Linked DNA regions of Mus musculus: all the other regions are linked to region 1. Evidence: chromatin contacts called from public HiChIP or PLAC-seq, Micro-C and promoter capture Hi-C data. All regions are on one chromosome and are shown on one strand. The core of a region is the stretch at or near the end of the contact, and the rest is flanking DNA. Distances in the headings are between cores, read along the strand shown.

The links. Promoter capture Hi-C pulls out the DNA fragments that hold promoters and counts their contacts. Hi-C and Micro-C count contacts between places; a contact is called where the count stands out from the background. HiChIP or PLAC-seq counts read pairs in DNA pulled down with a chosen protein or histone mark.
Region 2: an H3K4me3 HiChIP or PLAC-seq map of bone marrow-derived macrophages shows a contact between it and region 1, with 6 times the contacts expected there. The contact joins the promoter of Serpina12 here to the promoter of Glrx5 in region 1. A contact is called at or near these places in 1 of 39 promoter capture datasets (hippocampal neurons) and 2 of 115 datasets of contacts at active chromatin or transcription factors (bone marrow-derived macrophages and memory CD8 T cells).
Region 3: a promoter capture Hi-C map of pre-B cells shows a contact between it and region 1, with 6 times the contacts expected there. The contact joins the promoter of Vrk1 here to the promoter of Glrx5 in region 1. A contact is called at or near these places in 4 of 39 promoter capture datasets (the C10 cell line, hematopoietic stem and progenitor cells, liver and 1 more), 5 of 484 Hi-C or Micro-C datasets (the G1E-ER4 cell line, neutrophils and pre-B cells), 3 of 115 datasets of contacts at active chromatin or transcription factors (bone marrow-derived macrophages, extraembryonic endoderm stem cells and large pre-B cells) and 1 of 9 other capture datasets (liver).
Region 4: a contact with region 1 is called in a Micro-C map of the HL-1 cell line, with 2.6 times the contacts expected there. The contact joins the enhancer-like site here to the promoter of Glrx5 in region 1. A contact is called at or near these places in 3 of 39 promoter capture datasets (the 3T3-L1 cell line, hippocampal neurons and pre-B cells), 1 of 484 Hi-C or Micro-C datasets (the HL-1 cell line) and 1 of 115 datasets of contacts at active chromatin or transcription factors (memory CD8 T cells).
Region 5: a contact with region 1 is called in a promoter capture Hi-C map of embryonic stem cells, with 3 times the contacts expected there. The contact joins the enhancer-like site here to the promoter of Glrx5 in region 1. A contact is called at or near these places in 4 of 39 promoter capture datasets (embryonic stem cells, hippocampal neurons, liver and 1 more), 1 of 15 datasets of contacts at CTCF or cohesin (large pre-B cells), 7 of 484 Hi-C or Micro-C datasets (the G1E-ER4 cell line, cortical neurons and embryonic stem cells), 7 of 115 datasets of contacts at active chromatin or transcription factors (embryonic stem cells, epiblast stem cells, extraembryonic endoderm stem cells and 2 more) and 1 of 9 other capture datasets (embryonic stem cells).
Region 6: a promoter capture Hi-C map of embryonic stem cells shows a contact between it and region 1, with 2.7 times the contacts expected there. The contact joins the promoter of Ak7 here to the promoter of Glrx5 in region 1. A contact is called at or near these places in 6 of 39 promoter capture datasets (the C10 cell line, embryonic stem cells, hippocampal neurons and 3 more) and 6 of 115 datasets of contacts at active chromatin or transcription factors (bone marrow-derived macrophages, craniofacial prominence, epiblast stem cells and 3 more).
Region 7: a promoter capture Hi-C map of hippocampal neurons shows a contact between it and region 1, with 4 times the contacts expected there. The contact joins the enhancer-like site here to the promoter of Glrx5 in region 1. A contact is called at or near these places in 2 of 39 promoter capture datasets (embryonic stem cells and hippocampal neurons), 5 of 484 Hi-C or Micro-C datasets (the G1E-ER4 cell line, adipose-derived mesenchymal stem cells, cortical neurons and 2 more) and 12 of 115 datasets of contacts at active chromatin or transcription factors (astrocytes, embryonic forebrain, embryonic midbrain and 6 more).

Annotation. Positions count from the first base shown.
Region 1 is chr12:105,031,230-105,034,043 of GRCm38.p6, forward strand. Glrx5 (glutaredoxin 5) reads left to right here and starts at 1,389. Exons shown (of 2, transcript NM_028419.3): 1 at 1,389-1,753. The coding sequence starts at 1,471. Snhg10 (small nucleolar RNA host gene 10) reads right to left here and starts at 1,050. Exons shown (of 2, transcript NR_003145.3): 1 at 731-1,050. Gm46374 (a long non-coding RNA gene) reads right to left here. Exons shown (of 3, transcript XR_003950254.1): 2 at 2,630-2,814; 3 at 1,749-2,463. It also overlaps Scarna13.
Region 2 is chr12:104,042,999-104,045,812 of GRCm38.p6, forward strand. Serpina12 (serine (or cysteine) peptidase inhibitor, clade A (alpha-1 antiproteinase, antitrypsin), member 12) reads right to left here and starts at 1,445. Exons shown (of 5, transcript NM_026535.2): 1 at 1,265-1,445.
Region 3 is chr12:106,008,887-106,011,700 of GRCm38.p6, forward strand. It overlaps Vrk1 (vaccinia related kinase 1), which reads left to right and starts at 1,377. Exons shown (of 14, transcript NM_001029843.2): 1 at 1,377-1,472.
Region 4 is chr12:104,066,270-104,069,083 of GRCm38.p6, forward strand. No RefSeq gene overlaps it. Among named protein-coding and RNA genes, the nearest start is that of Serpina12, 23 kb to the left of the region's middle. Within about 2 kb of position 1,437, at least 158 of the 459 cell types and tissues checked have an H3K27ac peak or open chromatin away from gene starts, as enhancers often do. A contact at or near this core is called in the HL-1 cell line and memory CD8 T cells, where this site is marked.
Region 5 is chr12:105,732,441-105,735,254 of GRCm38.p6, forward strand. Ak7 (adenylate kinase 7) reads left to right here. Exons shown (of 18, transcript NM_030187.1): 6 at 993-1,073; 7 at 2,450-2,538. Among named protein-coding and RNA genes, the nearest start is that of Ak7, 28 kb to the left of the region's middle. Within about 2 kb of position 1,406, at least 43 of the 459 cell types and tissues checked have an H3K27ac peak or open chromatin away from gene starts, as enhancers often do. A contact at or near this core is called in embryonic stem cells and extraembryonic endoderm stem cells, where this site is marked.
Region 6 is chr12:105,704,626-105,707,439 of GRCm38.p6, forward strand. It overlaps Ak7 (adenylate kinase 7), which reads left to right and starts at 1,357. Exons shown (of 18, transcript NM_030187.1): 1 at 1,357-1,641. The coding sequence starts at 1,540.
Region 7 is chr12:105,624,719-105,627,532 of GRCm38.p6, forward strand. Atg2b (autophagy related 2B) reads right to left here. Exons shown (of 42, transcript NM_029654.4): 35 at 2,010-2,088; 36 at 1,460-1,664. Among named protein-coding and RNA genes, the nearest start is that of Bdkrb1, 22 kb to the left of the region's middle. Within about 2 kb of position 1,358, at least 11 of the 459 cell types and tissues checked have an H3K27ac peak or open chromatin away from gene starts, as enhancers often do. A contact at or near this core is called in hippocampal neurons, where this site is marked.

The sequences.
Region 1 (2,814 bases), core at 139-2,638:
CACATGGGCCTGCTGCCTCTCGAGCAGGCATGCCTCAGCTTCCTCTGTTGTCTGCTTTCTCTGCAAGTCTGGTGTGCTCTAGGGTACCGCTAACCCAGCGCAGGGCCAAGACTGCAGATTAGATAGTGGGCTGCGGAGGCCTGCTGGCCAGGATCTGGATCTGCGTACTACCGGCGGGAGAACTGACCACACCCGGGGCTCTGTTCTAGGGGGAAGTCCATGTAAAAAAACGACGCGCCTGCCCACTCTTCTGCACCATCCCCAGCAGATGTGCAAGCAAGCACTCTACCCTGGGGCCATCATCATCTACACCGGAATTCACTAAGAGAATACTCTCTTTTATTACTGTCTGTGTGCATGTGACGGGGTGGAACTCTGGACGTCGCTTACACTAGGAAAACGACTTCCTACTGAGCTACATCCTCACCCTCCGTTTTCCCTCTTAAAAAGGGTCCTGCTGTACGGCCCGGGCTGACTCGGGCTTATTTAGAACTCCTGAGTTCAACTGATCCTCCTGCCTCAGCCTCTTAAGAGGCAAGGCAACGTTGCAGACAATGGCCACAGGGCCCGGCAACCCACCAATTCCCTTGTTCTTTCAATCCTTCCCGACCCCAGTAGTCACCGAGACCCCAAAGCCAGCCGTCCCACGGCTAGAGCACTTTACACGTTTCTACGAGAAGAGCATCATTCTAGAGGCCAGGGAGAGGGCTCAGCGTGCCAAGGGACTTACCCTGCAAGCTAGAGTTCCATCCCCGGACCCTTTATAAAAGTCGTCTTCTGAAGATGCATGCACGCAGATCATACATACACAATACTTATAGTTTTATGCTAAAAAAAAAAAAAACCTCATTCTGGAGGAAGAATCCCACGGGAGGCCGCAGGACACGGCTTGGATGTCCATGTGCATGGCGGGTCGGAGGCTGGAGCCCCGGGCAGACCAGGACACGCCAGGTTCGCGGCTGGCCTCAGCCGGTGAGGCATGGAAGGCCACCTCCTCTCTGGTGCACGCCATCGCAGGACTACCGGCCGCGTTACCGTAGCAATCACCGCAAAAGGAACCGGAAGCTGCGTCTGGACGTGACTCCTTCCCGGCGTGCCGCGGGCGGCAGAAGCCCCGCCTCGCGCCTGCCCTATCATCTTGGCGTATCCGGCCAGGCCTCGAACGCCCGCACGAGGAAAGCCGGCTTCCTCTAGTCACGCCTCTTCATGCCCTTCACCGACGGACGTCCGATTTGTCCAATCAACACGCAAAGCGGTCGTCCTCGCTCACTAGCAAGCCTGTAGGACGCGGCTCCCAGGGAAGGCCCACCCTACGGTGTAAGCGATGTGATTGGTGGAATTGAGCCAGTATTGTCCAATCACGAGACTCATCCCAGAGCTTGTCCAATGAGAGCCTCTGGTGGGCCGGCCGGACACCACGGGCTCTGTAAGCCCTGGAGTGGCCGCAGAGGCGGTGGACAGCGAGCGGGCATGAGCGCGTCCCTGAGCCGGGCGGCGGCGGCTCTGCTGCGCTGGGGGCGAAGCGCTGGTGGCGGTGGCCTGCCCGGAGCCGGCGTGCGGGCGGCGAGCTCGGGCGGCCAGGCGGAGCAGCTGGACGCGCTGGTGAAGAAGGACAAGGTGGTGGTGTTCCTCAAGGGGACGCCCGAGCAGCCCCAGTGCGGCTTCAGCAACGCCGTGGTGCAGATTCTGCGGCTGCACGGTGTTCGCGACTATGCGGCCTACAACGTGCTGGACGACCCGGAGCTGAGGCAAGGTCAGGCCCGTGGGATCCGATTGCGAGGGCGCGGTGAACTTGAGCAGATCCCGAGGAGCAAGGGCCTTCCCTGGTTGTGTAGCCACATGGGCGGAGGGTTCGCCTCGGCCCACCTCGGGGCGAGATGTTTCTGACTGCATAGGAGAGGGGGTAGTCGGCATCATGATCCCCTCTGAGCAGGTCGACTGGGGAGTGGCTGGCTGAGAGGGGGACTCACTGCGAATACCCTTGGGGACAATTTGAGGGCTTGGAAGCCAGCAGCGTACTTGCTAGGTGAGGGACTGATGCTACTACGTATGTAGGGAAGAGGTTTCAGGCTTGCCTGTGTGTGCCTAACGAGGTCAGAGGCTGACTAATAATGTTTAAGGCCCCGAGGGTCAGGGACTGTCTTCTTGCTGGAGAGAAGGTTTCACCATAGTCTAGCCGGACTCACGTTGGGAAAGACACGAAGTTTGTTTTTTAGATACTGTAGCATCAAAGAACAGTGTGTGGAGACTAAGACATGGTAGAGGCTCAGCGGAAAGAGGAAGCCACTAAGAAAACTTCTGACCCCCGACCAGATTAGCAAACTGCGGCCAGGTTGGGCCCAAAGGGCAGAGAGCAGAACAGCTTTTTACTGGCCCCAAGGCAAAGCGACTGCGTCCTGACGTCTAGTTGGAATCCTTTATACACAGTACCAGGCAGGCGCCTTTCTCTCCGTCTTGTGCTTGCTGTGAGCGAGGAAGAGAAAGGCCAGGGATTTGGTTCTGATTCTTGGCAAGAATCGGTCAAGGTGGGCCGGGTAATGGGAAAGCTGCCCCCTCCCCGCACCCTGCTCCTCCTTCAGTGGAATCCGGGGAACCCTGTATTCAAGTAGCCCCCCCCCCCCCATCTTACTGATTTAGTGCTCTGGGTTGGTCACTGTGCTGAGAGGAGACTTGTCTGTGTTAGAATGGAGTATGCAACATTTGCAATTACTGATTATAGTTGTTCGTCGTATGGTCATTCTTCTTGATGAGGCTGGGGCCGTGGAGAGCAGGTTTGGCTTGGAATCATCTGTGGTGGGTCTGCAGCACAGCCTA
Region 2 (2,814 bases), core at 195-2,694, 990 kb before region 1:
CCAACTATGGTACTGGTGGGGTTGCACAATGCTTCTCTGGTTAATAGCAGTTGGCTAGAGAAGTCAGTAATAACCAGAATACATGGAGTAAAGACAATCTATTCTCTGGGCAGAGATTTAGACTCATTCACTTTGGAAGAGGAGGTCCCACGTCCACCTCTCTCCTAACAGTGCCACCTCTTTCCTCCTTGACAAAGCCACTGGCCATCTAGCCCTTCTCCAGCCAGTGAGACCAATGCATATGGCTGCTTCTGACGAGTTTCCACCCATGCTGTCTTGAGCTTTAAGCAACCACAGAGCTCGCCGTCCTGTGGGGGACATCCCAGGTTGGCTGCCTACATCAAGCACCTTTCTTTCCATACCCAAAGGACCCTGTGCTCTCTGGGGCCTCAGCTTCCCTCAGATCCTTCCTGGAGTTTGTCAGGATGCAACACTTGGATCTGTCTAGAGCTCTCTGGAGCTGAGAGATTCCAAAGACCCTTCCCAGAGATGTAACAAAGTACTTCAAGAGAGGAGCCAAGACATCCTGGATACACTTTAGGACTCACCTGTTTTAAGGGACTGATGATGTTTTAAGATAAAATTATCTAGAGGCAATGAACATGACATTATTTTTCAAAGCAAGTTGAGAACTAAATGGAAAGACATCTGCCCCACAAGAGAACTCTAACGCTCATTTCTTGGAGAACAGAGGCCGGAATGGCTTTCCTTATTAATTTGTCCTGCAGAATTTCCTTTGCATTCTTTTCAAACATAGTTTTTAAGTGCTGAATGTAATATCAACAACACTCAGGAGGCCAAGAGAGAAGGGTAGCCTGGGCTATATATTAAAACCTTGAGAGAGAGAGAGAGAGAGAGAGAGAGAGAGAGAGAGAGAGAGAGAGAGTTTTCCCCCATGAACTTGTAAGTTGATAGATACTTCCTGGCTCAGCAGCTCAACTGGAAGGAAGCAAACAGCCACAGAGGCCAACTGCGGCAAGCAGAGGGCAGCGAGGACGGCCTTGCTTCTGAAGAGCTCCCTTCTCTCCCTTTCCCCACCCTGTGCAGTTTTCTTCTAAAAATTTCTCAGAAGTAAGTATCCATGGAAACGAACCGAGCCCCCACTGTACCTGCCCGGCACACCCCCAGGGGCTGCTCTTACACACATTAGAAATCCTCCACATTTCTAGAGAGTACAGTGCCCTTCAGCCTTTTATCCTGGAGTTGTCCTCGTGAGCTATAGACTAGAAACTCTACATCTTTCCAGAAGGGGTTGCATACTCACAGTGGGTCCAGGCGCCATCCACAGGGCCAAACGGGCCTGCCTGGTTTGTTTTATTATTTATACCTCCAGGGCCTCCTGAAGAGGCAGAGTGTGGCCAATTGAAGCTGCTGGAGTCAGTCAATGGGCTTCCAGGAGCCGTGGCCACACCACTTCCCCTGAAGGATCCTCCTCATCTCCCACCTCTGGAGCCTAACCACAGCAAGGAGATATGTGCAGACCACGCCCCCTGGGCGGGAGCTACCTCAACGCAGGCCACTCATACCTTTTGCAACTTTCTTTCTATTTTTTTTTTTTTAAGTTTCTCAATCACTGTCTGGAGATTGGGAGAGTCAACAGGGGGACCCGCCTTTGATGATATTGAAATGTCAACCCCTCAGTCACCTTTGTCCTCCATTTTAAGGGATGAGAGCGTTCGGGTAGAGGGTCATTCCTTCACCTTATCTTTGCCTTCACTCTTTTGTTTGTTTGTTTGTTTGTTTGTTTTTTGTTTTTGTTTTTTCAAGATAGGGTTTCTCTGTGTAGCCCTGGCTGTCCTCGAACTCACTTTGTAGACCAGGCTGGCCTCGAACTCAGAAATCCGCCTGCCTCTGCCTCCCAAGTGCTGGGATTAAAGGCATGCGACACCACCGCCCGACGCCTTCACTCTTTATTTAGCTATGCTTCATGTTAGTCATCAGCTCTGACCTCTGACCCGTGACGATCCTTTAGAGGAGTGGTCTGAGAATGGATGAGCAGATAAACAGACCCGTCCATCGTTCCTGTTGGAGTGACGAACCAAAGACCTCAATGGCTGATCTTGACTGTCAAGTCGATGGGATGTAGACTCACCATGGAAACAGATCTGTGCAGGGCATTGCTTTAGATTCATTCAGGTGAGAAGATCCACCCTAAGTGTGGACCATAAGCCTTTAGTGGACTGAGGTCCTAGACTGAAGGAAAGGAGAGACTGAACGAGGCTCCAGTGTTCATCTTCCCGTTTCCATGGAAGCAGCTGCCTCCCGTTGTTGTGGCTGCTCTTTCACCATGGATGGGACCCTCAGACTGTGAGCCAGAATAAACACTTCCTTCCTTAAGCTGTTCTTGTCAGGTTCCCTGTCACAGCAATGAGACAAAGTCTAACAGGAAAGTCTAACAGTCTATCAGTCTATCAGTCTAACTGATGTGCCAGTGTTTGGAGTCACTTCAGAAAGTGACTTTGTGTTTCTGTCACATATTTGATGACATGATGCTTGGGCTTTGTTCCTCTTTGGTTTTTCTGCATTTCCCAGATTACATATTCCTTGGGAGTTAAATTATAGATGTTTAAAAATAAAATAATAAAATTCTTCTTCCTACTGTTTTCACTTCCAGAGTCAGACGAGATGATGTCGGCACCTTCCAAAACCAGTGGTCCTGGTTAGGAAAAGCAGTAGCCCCACAGGTCAATTTTCAATTCTACTAATGAGCTACGGTGTACAGCAGACTCATTGGATATTCCTTTCCCCAAAAGTGATGATTCCCAGTAGCTTCTGTGACCCTGGAAGATGTGACTCTCATCTCCATGCGAGCAG
Region 3 (2,814 bases), core at 127-2,626, 980 kb after region 1:
AGTCATCGAGAGCTCACCTTGTGCCTGCGTTTCCATCGGCGTGTGTACAGAAAGCAGATGCCGTGAGAGGATTTGTTGAGGAGGGTTTATGTTCCAGGAGGCTGTTTAGAGAGGTGTGGGGTCTGAGCCACACAGGATGAAACAGTAACCTGTGACTCGGGGGCAGCCAGTGTGTTACTAGCTCTAGTCCTAACAACACAATCATCATGGCATGTTCTCATTGCAGACTTGTGGAAAGCCCAGCTGAAGTGACCCTTAGCTAAGGGACTTAGCTGTTCGTGTATGTGTGTGTGATCGTCGTTAGGTGACTTTCCTTTTTTTCTTCCATTCTCAGGCTCCATCATGGATCAAACTCAGCAGAAGTCTGGGAGCAGTGGGCATGCAGTACAGCTGTTTTGTGGATCTGCTCTATGGGGCAGACGGCAAAATAGGAAAGAAATTGGAGCAGGTGTGGGTACCTGGGACGGTGAATTCAAGATATGAAGATCAATGCTGAACTGCACACTGGGCAACAACTCAGATTTCGTAGGGACTAAAGCTCATACAGTGTTTTAAGATCCACCTTAAGAAACAACACAGGCAAGCCGAGTGTGGTGGCGCACGCCTTTAATCCCTGAACTTTGGAGGCAGAGGCAGGCGCATTTCTGAGTTCAAGGCTAGTCTGGTCTACAAAGTGAGTTCCAGAACAGCCAGGGCTACACAGAGAAACCCTGTCTCGAAACTGCCCCCCCTCCAAAAAAAAAAAAAAAAAAGAAAGAAAAGAAACAACACAGGCTAGGAGTGTTGGCTCACATTTTTAACTCAGCTGTTGTTAGTAAACCAAAAATTAAAAAAAAAAAATCAAATTGGTAAAACAATAGCAATAACAAGAACAGCACCGAACCCAAGGCCTTTTCTAGGGCTTCAGAAGCTGCAGATCCAAAGTGCAGCTTGAAGCTCATTCTTCCAACCTCTAGGAAGGAGATGGTGAAACAAAGAAAACTGATGTTTGACAAAAGTAGCTCAAATACTGCGGTGGGTTAAGTAAACACCGAGACGCGCTTCGGATATTTGAAATGAGTCTCTTTGTCTAACCGTTTAATAAATCAAGCAACAGTGAGTACTGGTTATATTTATTTCGGTTCTTAAGGCTTTGAGAGCCACAGTAACATGTAAAACAGCAAGCGGGCTGCAAACCACACTTCCCAGAAGCCCTTGTGCTCAGAGGAACACGCCCCCATCTCGCCTCTTGGAGGTTCAAAGACTACAATTCCCAGCATGGAGCAAGCGTAAGGACCACAATTCCCGGCATGTCCGGAGAGGTGACAGGGAAGCGCGGTCTTCCTCTTTCCCCGCCTCCCCCGCCGTTCGCAGCCAACGGGAAGGCTCTGTACTACGGGGTGTGGAGGGGACGGCGCCGTGGGTAGGTCGCGAGTCTAGGGAAGCGGCGGGAAGTTCGTACTACGCTGTGGACCGCGAGTTGGCCGCTCTGGGTAGGGAGCCGTGGGGTGGTGGCGGGACTATAGGTCCGGTGTTGCTTCAGGGCGGCGCCGCGGCTGGGTCCGGCCTGCCCGGGAATCCTCGCTTCTCTGCCCGATCGCGGAGCTGCCGGAAGCCCGGTTCTAGAAGGCCGCCCGAAGCCTAGCCGGGACCAGGGTGGCGGGGACGGGGACGGGGACGGGGACCTGGACCGGCCGAGCCTGCCACTTCCTTAGCACTGGTGAGGTGAGGCCTCGGGGCACAGCCGCGGCCGGCAGCTTCTCGTTTCCTTCCAAGCTTGCTCCTCAGGTCTCCACCGCCGGTGACCGGGCTCCCGGTGCAGTGTCTTCAGAGGCAGCAAACAGGTCTGCAGCCCAGCGCCAAAGTTTGTTTCCGACCGTTTCCAGGCTAGGTCGCCTTAGATGTAGAACTGCGCCAGAGTCCTTGAGAGATGGGGACACACGCCAGTCCTGGTCGGGTTACCCGTTTATTCTTTTGTCGTTGACGTTAACCATTCTTTACGTCTGCGTGTGTTCTTCCTTTCCGTCCCTCATCGCTTTTGGAGCAATTTGGAAACGCGATTTTGCCTTTGGGAAGGTGGTGGTTAAACTTAGCGGGTCGTTGAAGAGCTTCGTTGCTTTCCTTTTTTAAAAAAAGAAACAAAAAAACAAAACGAAACTAGAATTGACCATCTATTGAGTCTGGAATTCAAAACAGTGAAAAAAGATGTAGATCAGCATTTTATCATCATTATTATTTTGGATTTTCAAGACAGCTTGCTTGCTTGCTTCCTTCCTTCCTTCCTCCTTCCTTCCTTTTCTCTTTCTTTCTTTCTTTTTTTTTTTTTTTTCTGTGTAGCCTTGGCTGTTCTGGAACTTGCTCTGTAGACCAGGCTGGCCTTGAACTCAACAAGAGATCCTCCTGCCTCTGCCTACTGAGTGCTGGGACTAGACTTGCGCCACCCCCACCCCGGCTTAAGAGTTCAGGGGAAAGGCATGTCACTTTTTTTGTGACATGTCGATTATACTGTTTGGGGAAATTTAATTTACAGTTCTGACTGGAATTAAGCATCTGGGCAATTAAGATAATGTTCATCTACCTGGAAAAAGGAATGTAAGTGGACATCACTAAAAATGGCTTTCCCCGTTGTGCTACCACAGATGGCAGACACTGCAGCGCTGCCTTGCTGATGGAGACCGAGCTAACAGGAGCATGGATTGAGGTGGATAACAAGTGTGTTAGGCGTTAGGGATTCCGTACAGCACTAGTATCCAGTACAGATATCACTTTGATAACTGTAATGGCTGCTGCTTATGCCTGGCGTAGCAGAGATGATGAGTGTTTATTTGTTAAACA
Region 4 (2,814 bases), core at 187-2,686, 960 kb before region 1:
CCAGCCAAGAGTTTCAGAATGAGAGCATTTGCCCACAGGGTTTGGCGAGTACTTTGTGCCCGCTCTCGCCTTCTGTGGCGATCTATACTTTTATGTTTACATAGCTTCATAGATTCGCCTTCTGTGGTGATTCAAAAAGGCAGTGTTTGTCATTGTCTCTGGCCGCTGAACACTCAGTTTCCAGTAGGTGGCGCTGTTTGTTGGGGGTTTGATGAAGCAGCCATGCTGGAAGTCTGTCTCTGAGGGAGGCTTCTCTCCAATCCCAGGTCACTTTCTTTGCGTCATGCTTGTGGTTGAAGGTATAATCTATCAGTTTCCTGTTCCTGCTGCCACACTTCCCTGCCATAATGAACCCTTATGCCCCTGGAACCTTAAGCCAACATAAATTCCTTCTTATGTAAAATGTCTTGGTTATGGAATTTTATTATGGCATCAGAAAAATACTGAATATCCCCTTGCTGATTTTGTCTTTACTATCTATTCACTTTATTCTCAGAGGGAGGGTAAAATCACACTCAAGCTAAGGATTGACCATCTCATCGGGGACTGTCTGCTACTCCAGCAACTGTGCCTCTCTTAGAAACCCCCCCCCCACACACACACACACACACAGAGAGAGAGAGAGAGAGAGAGAGAGAGAGAGAGAGAGAGAGAGAGAGAGAGAGAGCATTGTATGGGGACACTGGCACTCTCTCATCAAAGCTGAGCATCCCCAAACTAGGATAGGTTGCTGGCATGGCATATAGTCAAGCGAAGACTAACAGAGACTCATGTCAGAATATAGCAGTGTAGCTTCAAATGACACAAATGGAGTGGAATAGTACCGCCTCCACACAGTTCTTTATCATTACACTGTAACATGTTGCTTTGCACCACATGGTGGGACTCGTGGTTACGAGTATGTAGCAGAGGATGGCCTAGTTGATCATCAATGGGAGGAGAGTCCCGTGGTCCTGTGAAGGTTCTATGCCTCAGGATAGGGGAATGCCAGGGGAAAGAATTGGGAGTGGGTTGGTTGGGGACCAGGGGGAGGGGATAGGGGATTTTCGGAGGGGAAACTAGGAAAGGGGCTAACATTTGAAATGTAAATAAAGAAGGTAGCTAGTTAAAAAAAAAAAAGAAGGAGAAGAAGAAGTTTAAATCAGGAAGTGGCTCTCCCAGTCAGTCTTTCTGACACCCAGGTCACCGTTTTCTGACACTCGCAGTGTCTTGGCCTAGGTTCCACAATGAAACAATTCAGAGACGTGTGATTTATTAGAAAGGTCCCCACTCTCCAATCTGTCCCTTCCAGTATTCTGGTCATCTGCTCCAGAATCTGAAAAGCAGCTGCGTTTTCCACTCTCAGTTTTTATCTATGGCAAGCATTACTAGACAACCCCAGAGTAGCCAGAGCTAGACATTACTAGACAACCCCAGAGTAGCCAGAGCTCCAGGCAGTCATCCAAACAGCCAGTCAGAAGACTGTAGCTGGGGAGACAAACGTGCTACTGTCTGCCTCAGGGTTTGTTTCATCATCCAATCGGTAGACTATGGCATCTCTTTCTGCCCCAGGAAAGTGGGTTCTGAGATTCTGAGCTCAGGCTTTGTGGTGGAAAACAGCCCACACTCCTCTGGTGTCGCCACCTGCCAGCAGAGTGTCCCCCACACCCTTCTTGTCTCTAAGGAGGAAGCTCTGGGTCTAGCCTTTGAGAGCCATTATACAATTTTAAAAGGACTAACAGTGAATCCCTTATCCGTACTGTCATCTCTTCTTCCCTGTGGTATGAGTTTAAATAGAGTTTTTCTTTCTTTCTTCCTCCCTCCCTCTCTTCCTCCTTCCCTCCTTCCCTCCTTCCCCCCTCTTTCTTTCTTTCTTTCTTTCTTTCTTTCTTTCTTTCTTTCTTTCTTTCTTTCTTTCTTTCTTTCTTTCTTTCTTTCTTCCTTCCTTCCTTCCTTCCTTCCTTCCTTCCTTCCTTCCTTCCTTCCTTCCTTCCTTCCTTCCTTCCTTCCTTCCTTTCTTTCTTTCTTTCTTTCTTTCTTTCTTTCTTTCTTTCTTTCTTTCTTTCTTTCTTTCTTTCTTTCTTTTTCTTCCCAAGACAGATTTTCCCTGTATAACCCTGGCTGTTCTGAAACTTTCCCTGTAGACCAAGCTGCTGGCCTCAAACTGAAAGATCCCCTTCTGCAGTGCTGGGATCAAAGCTGTATACCACTCTGCCTGGCTTGATTAGAGTTTCTTGCTGAGCAAGGGCAAGAGGTCTTTGCTGGAACCAAGGGCAACTTACCAGTGACTACATCACTGAAGAAAATGGCACCCCTTCTCCTCATAACTGTTAATTTATGATTCCTCATGCCTTCTTCTCAATCCATGATGAGCTGTTGGGGCCCAATCTTATAGAGATCTGCAGACAGCCACACGAGTTATGGACGTGATGGCTATGCTATGTCAGGGAGACTTCTTTTTGCGGCCTGTCCCTCTGTCCCCCGGGTCTTACATACTGCCCACTGTCTCTTCCTCGGGGCTGCCTGACTCTGGGAGAGGGTGATGGATGTCTTATTACTGATGATGACCATAGGTTACAGTTCTCCATCAAGTGCTTCCTGCTGAAGTAAGGAGGTTCTCTGGTGAAGACTATGCTCTGCACTAATCTGTGCTCATAAACACGGTGTCTGGAGGGCAGTTTGATAACACGACCACTAAGTAAAACGATGGTAGCAGGTTCCCCTACAGAGCCCATGACTTCCCAGACGAAGGCTTTTGACCATGTTCATTAATGACATATTAAGTTCATTAATGACATATTAAGACATAATATTAATTTAATATTTAAGACATAT
Region 5 (2,814 bases), core at 156-2,655, 700 kb after region 1:
CCAGGCTGGTCTGCCCACTTTATGGGCCCAAGTAATCCTCCAAGCTTAGCCTCCAGAGCAGCTTCATTAGGCACTTACCACTGAGGCCAGCTTGGTCACCACGAAGTGTCACCAAGACCACAATGACTTCATCTCCGGGCAGAATAGAGCATTTATGTCAATTAAAACCCTCGTACTGAGACCTGGTACAGGGTCCGGGGCCATAGCTGAGTTGCTAGATTGCTTGCCCAACATGCACAAAGCCCTCGGTTTGATCCTCAGCCCCACATAAGCTAGGGGTGGTGGCACACAGCTGTGACTCTAGCACTCACCAAGCAGAAGTCATCCTCTGCTACATAATGAGTGCAAGGCTAGCCTGGGCTACGTGAGACCCTGTTTCAAAACAAACCAAGCAAACCCCCACCGGATCCTGAGCTTCACAGTCATGTGAGCCCTGTGATAGGTGACTGAAAGGTGACTGAAGATCCTTCTAGAAGGACCTGTTTTCACAGCTTCCCTTCCCCTCGGGGCCAACGTAGAGTTCACAGGTGTTGTCACAAGGAACAGCTCTGCCTTAATTTAGTTCTTCATTCCCATTAAATGTCAGTGGTGGCTGGGAACATTTCTGTATTTCATGCAGTTTTTTCTTCTCCAATAAGGGACCCTGTCTCAGCCCTAAGCAGTGTCTAACTAAAGAGCCCAGAAAAGACTGCAGAGTCAAGCCGGGCGTGGTGGCACACGCCTTTAATCCCAGCACTCGGGAGGCAGAGGCAGGCGGATTTCTGAGTTCGAGGCCAGCCTGGTCTACAAAGTGAGTTCCAGGACAGCCAGGGCTACACAGAGAAACCCTGTCTCGAAAAACCAAAAAAAAAAAAAAAAAAAAAAAAAAAAAGACTGCAGAGTCTGTAACGGTGTCCGTTTAACTTACTAAGTCTGCTTCAATATAACTAATGTTATATCCTTCCTCTCCCTCGCTCTCTCCACCCCCCCTTCTCTGTATTTTATCCATTTAGGCCAAAAAGTTCGCAACTTATGTAGTCGCCTCAGGACTTCAGTATGGAGCAGAAGGAGGCATCTTACACACGTTTTTTAAGGTCTGGTTTTTTCCAAGGACTAAGTAGACTCTACTTTCTTCATTTTTAATTTCACTTTCAAGTTAGGTTACAAAGTAGCCACTTCCTCACCCCATGTCCCTGCCTTCAACCTCACTCGGGGCCTGAGACTCTGGGGATTCTTTGTTGGCATTTATTTGATTTATTATTATTACTACTACTACTATATACATGTATATTATGTGTATGCTGGGGCCTGCACACGCCTCAGCTCCAATACACGAGTCAGAGGACAGCTTGGTGGAGTCCCTGTTGGAAAGTGTTTACCTGCTGAGCCATCTGTCAGCCCACTGTGTGCATTCTCCAACTGTGTTTTATAAGGCAGGGGGTGCCAGCCTGCAAAGGCAGGACTGAGAGAGACTGAGATCAGCCTAGAAGACAATGGTAAAACTCTGTCTCAGAGAACAAAGAGAAAGGAGGGGGAGGGGGAGGGGAGGTGGGGAGGGGAGGGGAAAGGGAGAAGAGGGAGGGGAGGGGAGGGGAGGTGGGGAGGGGAGGGGAAGGGGAGAGGAGGGAGGGGATGAGAGGGTTGGGTTCAGTCCTCAGTGGGTGATGGTAGGAGAACCAAGTCACACTTGTACTTTGACACATACCGCTACACACACTCGCTCCCTCACATAGTAAGAACTTTAAATTTAAAGAGAAAGTTCATAAACATATCTGGCTGTCTTTTCACAGCTATGCTTTAAGGAAAGGTGAAAATTTAAAAAAAAAAAATGATAAAAAAGAAAGTCGAGGAGGGAGGAGATCAAGCCTGTATCTCTGGTAAGACCAGTCAGCATGAGGAGTCAGTCAGCGTGAGGAGTCAGTCAGCGTGAGGAGTCAGTCAGCATGAGGAGTCAGTCAGCGTGAGGAGTCAGTCAGCGTGAGGAGTCAGTCAGCATGAGGAGTCAGTCAGCGTGAGGAGTCGGCATGAGGTCTGAGCGTGAGGAAGGCATCTAAACCATGGGCACCACTGTGCCACCTGGAGAGTCCACACACAGGAGGACTGAGAACTGGGACCCACAGGATCTGGAGGATACGGGAAATGGGAGGGAGACCCAGGAGGGACAAAGAGAAATGGCAGGCAGTGTTGCCAATGGTGACCAGGAAGAGTCTATCAGAAACAAACAAACAAAACAAAACAAAAAACCCCATAAAAAACGGAGTTGCCTGTAGGGTCAAATACTGCAGATTGTTAAGATGAGATCTAAGCGTTGACAATTAGATTTTTTTTATGGGGCTGACTGTATTAAAGTCTGAGAGAAGGGGACCCAAGAGGGACAACTAGAGGCCAGGCATGCGCGTGCGCGGTGGCGCTTCTGGAGCCCCCTGAGAAACACATGCTGGGGCAAACGCCCCCTGCCCGTCTCTTTCAGATGGCCTGGCTGGGCGAGGTCCCCGCACTACCCGTGTTTGGAGATGGGACCAATTGCATTCCGGCCATTCATGTTGTTGACCTCGCAGGGTAAGAGGCCTCCCTGATGTGTGGCGTGTCCCGGAAGTGTGTCTGATGAAGCATTCATTATCCACCCCATGTCTCCACACTTCTGATCACGAGTGTAGCTTCATCACTTAGAGACCCTGTCAGCCGAGAAACAGCCCTGGGAAAGAAAGGGCTTGGGGTACACTGCTGAACAACCCATTTCTTTTCCCCTTTGTCTCAGATAAGATGGGTTGCAATGGTAGACAAAGTTCCAAAAGCCGGGCAGCGAACTGTAAGCCTGAACCCCCCCCCCCCCCC
Region 6 (2,814 bases), core at 107-2,606, 670 kb after region 1:
GCACCACACACAGTTGGTAGTAACATGCATGCACAGGAAAGAACTAATGGAATGATACAGCAGTTGCTATAATATAATCAATATAATCAATATAACCAATAGGCACACAATGGCTCAGCAGTCAAGAGCACTGGCTGCTCTTGCAGAAGACCTGAGAGTGGTGCCTCATAGCTCTCTGTTATTCCAGTTCCAGGGATCCAACGTCTCTTTTGGTCTTGGATGCCACCAGGAAAACATGTGACACAGAGACATTCATGCAGGCAAACACACGTACACATAAAAATAAATATTTAATTTCTATATATGCATGCATATTTGCATAAAATACGTTCATGTATTTAGATTTAACAAGTTAGTGTTTAAAACTATTTCAGTGCAGTCGGACCCTTCCAACAAAACAAGCCGGTTGTTTCATAACACACCACAACTTTTGATGAAAACAAAATACACATTGTTTATTGCATTAATGTATTTGTGGAAGAGGGGTGTGTGTGCCAGGGCACATGTGTAGAGGACAGCTTGCTGGAGCCCGGTCTCTTTGGGACAGAGGGATGGAACTCACGTTGTAAGGCTTGATGGCACCTCCTTCACCCTCCGAGCAAGAGGTGGTTTATTTCAGCAACTGCACGAGTATTCTCATTTGTAAAGAAGACCCAGAGCTTAAACGGTCTGAGTGTAAACTTCATGATTGTGTGTGAATTCCTGGTCACAAAGTCCCTCCAGGCACCTCCACCAAATCCCCAGGCAGGGTGGTAAGGGGGGAGGGGGCATCTGAAAATGCTTAGGAAAGACAATCTGGGAAGAAAAATCTCAATTGAGAAGATGCCTCCATAAGAATGGCTTACAGGCATGTGTATGGGGCATTTTCTTCATTGATAGAAGACCCAGATCACCGTGAGCATCCTGCCCTTGATCCTGAGTTCTCTTAAGAAAGCAGACCGAGCAAGCCCGTAAGCCACGTTCCTCCAAGGTCTTTGCTTCCGTTCCTGCCTCCAGCCAGGTTCATGCCTTCTGCCCTGGCTTCCCTGGATGATGGGTCTACAACCTGTTAGTTTTGGTCTGGTACTCTCACAGCAATAGAAAGCAAACTAGTCAAACCCCTAAGCCAGTAGAACCCTGTGCACCAAGCAGCTACTGGGCAGTACAGGCTGTGGTGGTGGGCTCTCACGCTGTGGTCCTTGACCCCAAAACTCGTGACATCTGCTTTTCTTTACAGTAGAGAAATTGTTTACCCAAGCAGAGCGTCCTACAGGAGATGTGCCGAAGGCAGTTAGACAGTTCTCCAGGGAGATCAGCCCCGCCCTTTAGGACACGCCCCGGCCAGACCCGTGCCACGCCCCCAACGGACCCTCCCCCAGAGCTGCACCCTATCCAGAGCCCTCACCACAGGACACGCCCCGCCCAAAAGCAAGCCACACCCCTCCGAGAGTCCGAGCCTCGCCTCAGGGAGCCTGACCCTTTCAGCCTTCCAAAGCCCAGCCTCTCCTCCTTAGCAACCGACAGGACTCTTTCACCTTAGCAACTACTACAGCTTCCACCATGGCTGAAGAGGAAGTTCCTGCGACCACCGAAAAAGTTCTGAAGATACAGAGGGTATTCATAAACCATCTGGACACCTATAGCAGCGGAAACATAGGAAAGGTGAGCGGTGACCCGAGCCAAACTGGCCCTCAACCCTCAGTGTGTGTCCCTGATCTATCTCCACAGCAAAGGCCTGCATCACTGGCTGTTAGGAGCCTCCCCGGGGGAAGAAGATTCCAATCCTAGCACATCAGTGCCTCCAGGACCTGTCCCTAAGCAGGCTTGACCCATGTTCCTTCCTAATAACGCAGGTGTTTTGGCTATGGTGAAAATGAGGCTCAAGAGAGGAAAGGGCTTGCACAAATCATAGGTATTATGGGCGGGACCTGGAGCACACAACGCGTAAGTCCCGCCATTATGTCATCCAGGAAACATCCATCTAGCGTTTTTAAGCATCTGTTTTGTGCTAGGCACAATTTCTGACCAGGTCCCATTAAGCTTCCTTACTTCCAGGAAAGTTATGGAGATGACTTAGCAGGAGACCTTACTTGAGACACAAGTGTGAGGACCTGAGGTCTGACCCCCATCATCTATGGAGAAAGTGAGCAAGTAGTATTCTACCTCTAGCGTAAACACACACACACACACTCACACACACACACACACACACACACACACACACATGATCCCAAGAGAGAACCTAGGAGCTGTCATTCTAAATTGTTCATCCAAAGACAGTCATGTTTTAGGGGCTGGAGACCCAGGTTCAATTCCCAGCACTCATATGGCAGTCCAGATTGTCTGTAACTCCAGTCCAAGATGATCTGATGCCTCTTTTTTGGCTTCTGGCGGCACACTGCATGCACATGGCACACACACACACACACACACGCCCTCACAAACACACACACATGCACATAAAATAAAAATAAATCTTAGCACACACCTGCAGAGGCCCTGCCATTGAGGACTCTGGATCCGTTGGGTTGAGGAATCTGCCAGCTTGTGGGAAGTCAAAGGTAATGAGGTACCCTCACCCTCGCTGCACTGCTAATTAAGTAGCAGAGGGGATTAGAACTCAGGCTTCCTGCCTCCCAAGATGGTTAAAAATGAGTGTGGAAACAAACCCCCTAGTGACTCATTAAAGCAAATCACCAGATGACCAGTTGTGGCATAATTAAATTCTGGCGTGGATTATCAAGGGGTGGTGGCCTGCTGGACGGCTCTACAACTGTAGCACTGGGATAGGCAGAAAGGGGTGGGAATGGAAGCTCATGTTCTCCACTGGACAGA
Region 7 (2,814 bases), core at 108-2,607, 590 kb after region 1:
CCAACAGAGTAAATGCTCTTGGTTACAGCAGCAAACTATCTCAGAGAGGCCCACCCCAGCACTACTGCCCCAGCAGCCTTCTAGCTCCTCTCTTCCCCATGGGATAGGACGTGTTAACAGACAGAGCGCTAGTCACACATGTATTCGGTAAGAGCCACTTGCAGAAGGAGAAGGAAGATTCCTATGGCGTCACTGGAAAGTCAGCAGTGAGCAGGTGGGTGATGATCAGGACCGTAACAGTTAACAGAGCAGGCCAGCCTAACTCTCTGGACATTAACATATCGTGGAGCAAGTAACTGAGACGCTACGCTCCCACTCATTATCACCTCAGGGTTCTGGACCTTCCAGAACAGAAATGAAATCTATAAGGTGTTTTCCACATTTCAAATAACCTAGCACAAAGTAAAAAAATCAACACTTGCCTAAGTAAAGAGGTAAAGCTACACAGGTCTGCCTCCTTCAGTTAGATTGTCAAGAATGGTACAAGTCTGCATCCCCAGCTACCTGAGAGGAAGCAGGGAAGACCTAGGGTTTGAGGCTAGCCTGGGCCACACAGTGAGACCTGTCTCCATACAAAGTGTCAAATTTCTTGCTTTCAGGATTGTGATTACAAACTGGCAATTTATATGTGATTACTACAATATAAGATCTGAAGTTGTCACTAGGATTTAATTTTTCCTAAACATAAAAGAATCACTGTAGGAGACTAACAAAGGGAACACTTTACTGGAGAAGTGTCAGCCAGGCAGAGTGCATACCTGCCGTCCTCCGTCCTCCCTGCCTTTCCTACACGGATTTATTTCTACATCACCACTATACGGCATTTTAAAAATATCTTCTGAATATGCCCACTTGGGCCACTCCCAAGGTCTTCTCTCACAACATAGAAGGGAAAACGGAAAAACTGGAATGAAAGAGGGGTACAGACAACGGGGATGGGGATCAGTTTCTCTTTGATCCTTCTCTTTCCATAATGCCAAGATTCTAGCCTTGAGCAACAAGGCTAGGGAAAGAGGAAAGGAGGAAGGAACAGACTGGCCGGCTGGCCACACAGCCGAACAGCAGCCGAGCAGGGGCCGAGCAGGGGCCTGGGCTTCCCAGAGTGCCCACGGCCTGAGGAAGAAGACCTGGCAGGGACTGCGAGGAGCAGACTGAGGGCTCAGCACCGGGAAAAGAGCAGCTAGTGGAGAGGCAAAAGGGTGGGCGGCACACTGTGTTTATGAGGTGCAAACCCTCACTCACATGGGGACCTGAAGGGGGGAGGGGCAGCAGGCAGAGAGGAGCTTCCAGCACAGATTCCGGGTTACTAAGTGGTGCCAGCTACACAAACAGCCGGGTTTATACATCAACGTGAAAGAACACTGATGTCACCTCATGCTTGTCAACCCACCCACTCTCTCCAGAGCCATCTTTAAAACTGCAAGAGAACTTCACTTCTTAGCAAAATAAATGCACTCACCTAAAAAACACAGGCTGGTCACTAAATGAAGTTTCCTCAGCAGAGACGTCCTCCTCCAGTCCATTACCACCCTCCGCTGAATTGGCACGATGGTTCGGGGAAGCTTGTTTTGGCCCAGGAAAAGAAACGACTAGATTTGGCTCCTTTGAGGTACTCAAATGCCTTGGCAAACTGCAGGTGACATCAGCTCCAGGAGACTTTGTAACTGAAAACACAAGGGGCTTTTCAAGTTAGCTCTGCTCCTGTTGAGCACCATAGCAATTGATGCTGGTGAGGCTGCACACTGCACTTGACTGATGAGTTCCCTGAAGCTGTTACATTAACATGTGTGTACTGACTCAAAAAACTGTGCTTGGAACATGAGCTTTGAGCTTTTCCTAGCAGTGTGCAGGCCTGTCCTCTGGTGGTGCTGGGTGGCCACGGCTCTTCAGTCAGCAGTCACTCCACAATGGCGTGCGCTGACCAAGTACTACGTGGCTTCAGGTACTAGGTTCACTTCTGAGTGACTTCCTACTTAGGGCAGAACCCTCAGACTGTGTGTGTCAAGTACCTTCTGGATCTGGAGTCAGTAGAAGCTCCACTTCTGTAGAAAGACTTGTGAAGAAATCCTTGAGGAAGAACAAGGCGTCCTGGAATGGAGACAAGTCACTTTAACTGACAGGACGGCGTCTGAGGTCTCTGTCCCTGTCATTCACCTCACAAAGCAGTCATTGCACCTGTCGGTGGCATTTCTACCACTCTGCCTCTGCTGCACTCATTCTTGTTCTACACACACACACACACACACACACACACACACACATAATCCCTTTATTTTTTACAACCATGAAAACATTTACAACATTGCAAAATAGAGAAACAAAAAACCAGCTAGGCCTGGGCAGGGCATGGTAGTATACATTATAGGCCTTTAGTGCCAACACTCAGAGCACTGGTCCACAGGAAAGCCACCTGGTCTCTATCACTCGTTCCAGGATAAGCAAAGCTACTCAGGTCCTGTCTCAAAACAAGAACAGAAACAAAACTAAACATAAACGTGGGGAAAGGATTTAAAGATCAAAGTGCCTTTTGCTCTTTGCACCAGCAGTGGTGGCATCAGTGCTAAGAGCAGTGCACACCCTGTGCGCTCACCTTGTGCCACTGAACTCCATGGGACTCACTTCCTCTTTAACCACACTCCGTTACCTTAAGCCAGCTTCCTTACTGAACACGATACCGAAGTGGGAATTTAAAGCTGGTGAGGCGGCAGACGCTTACACCTCCAGCAGGCAGGCAGCAGAAGCAGAGGACTGACAAGAGCCCAAGAACAGCCTCAGGGACACAGCAGGCTCCACGTTAGCCCCAGCATAGCATGG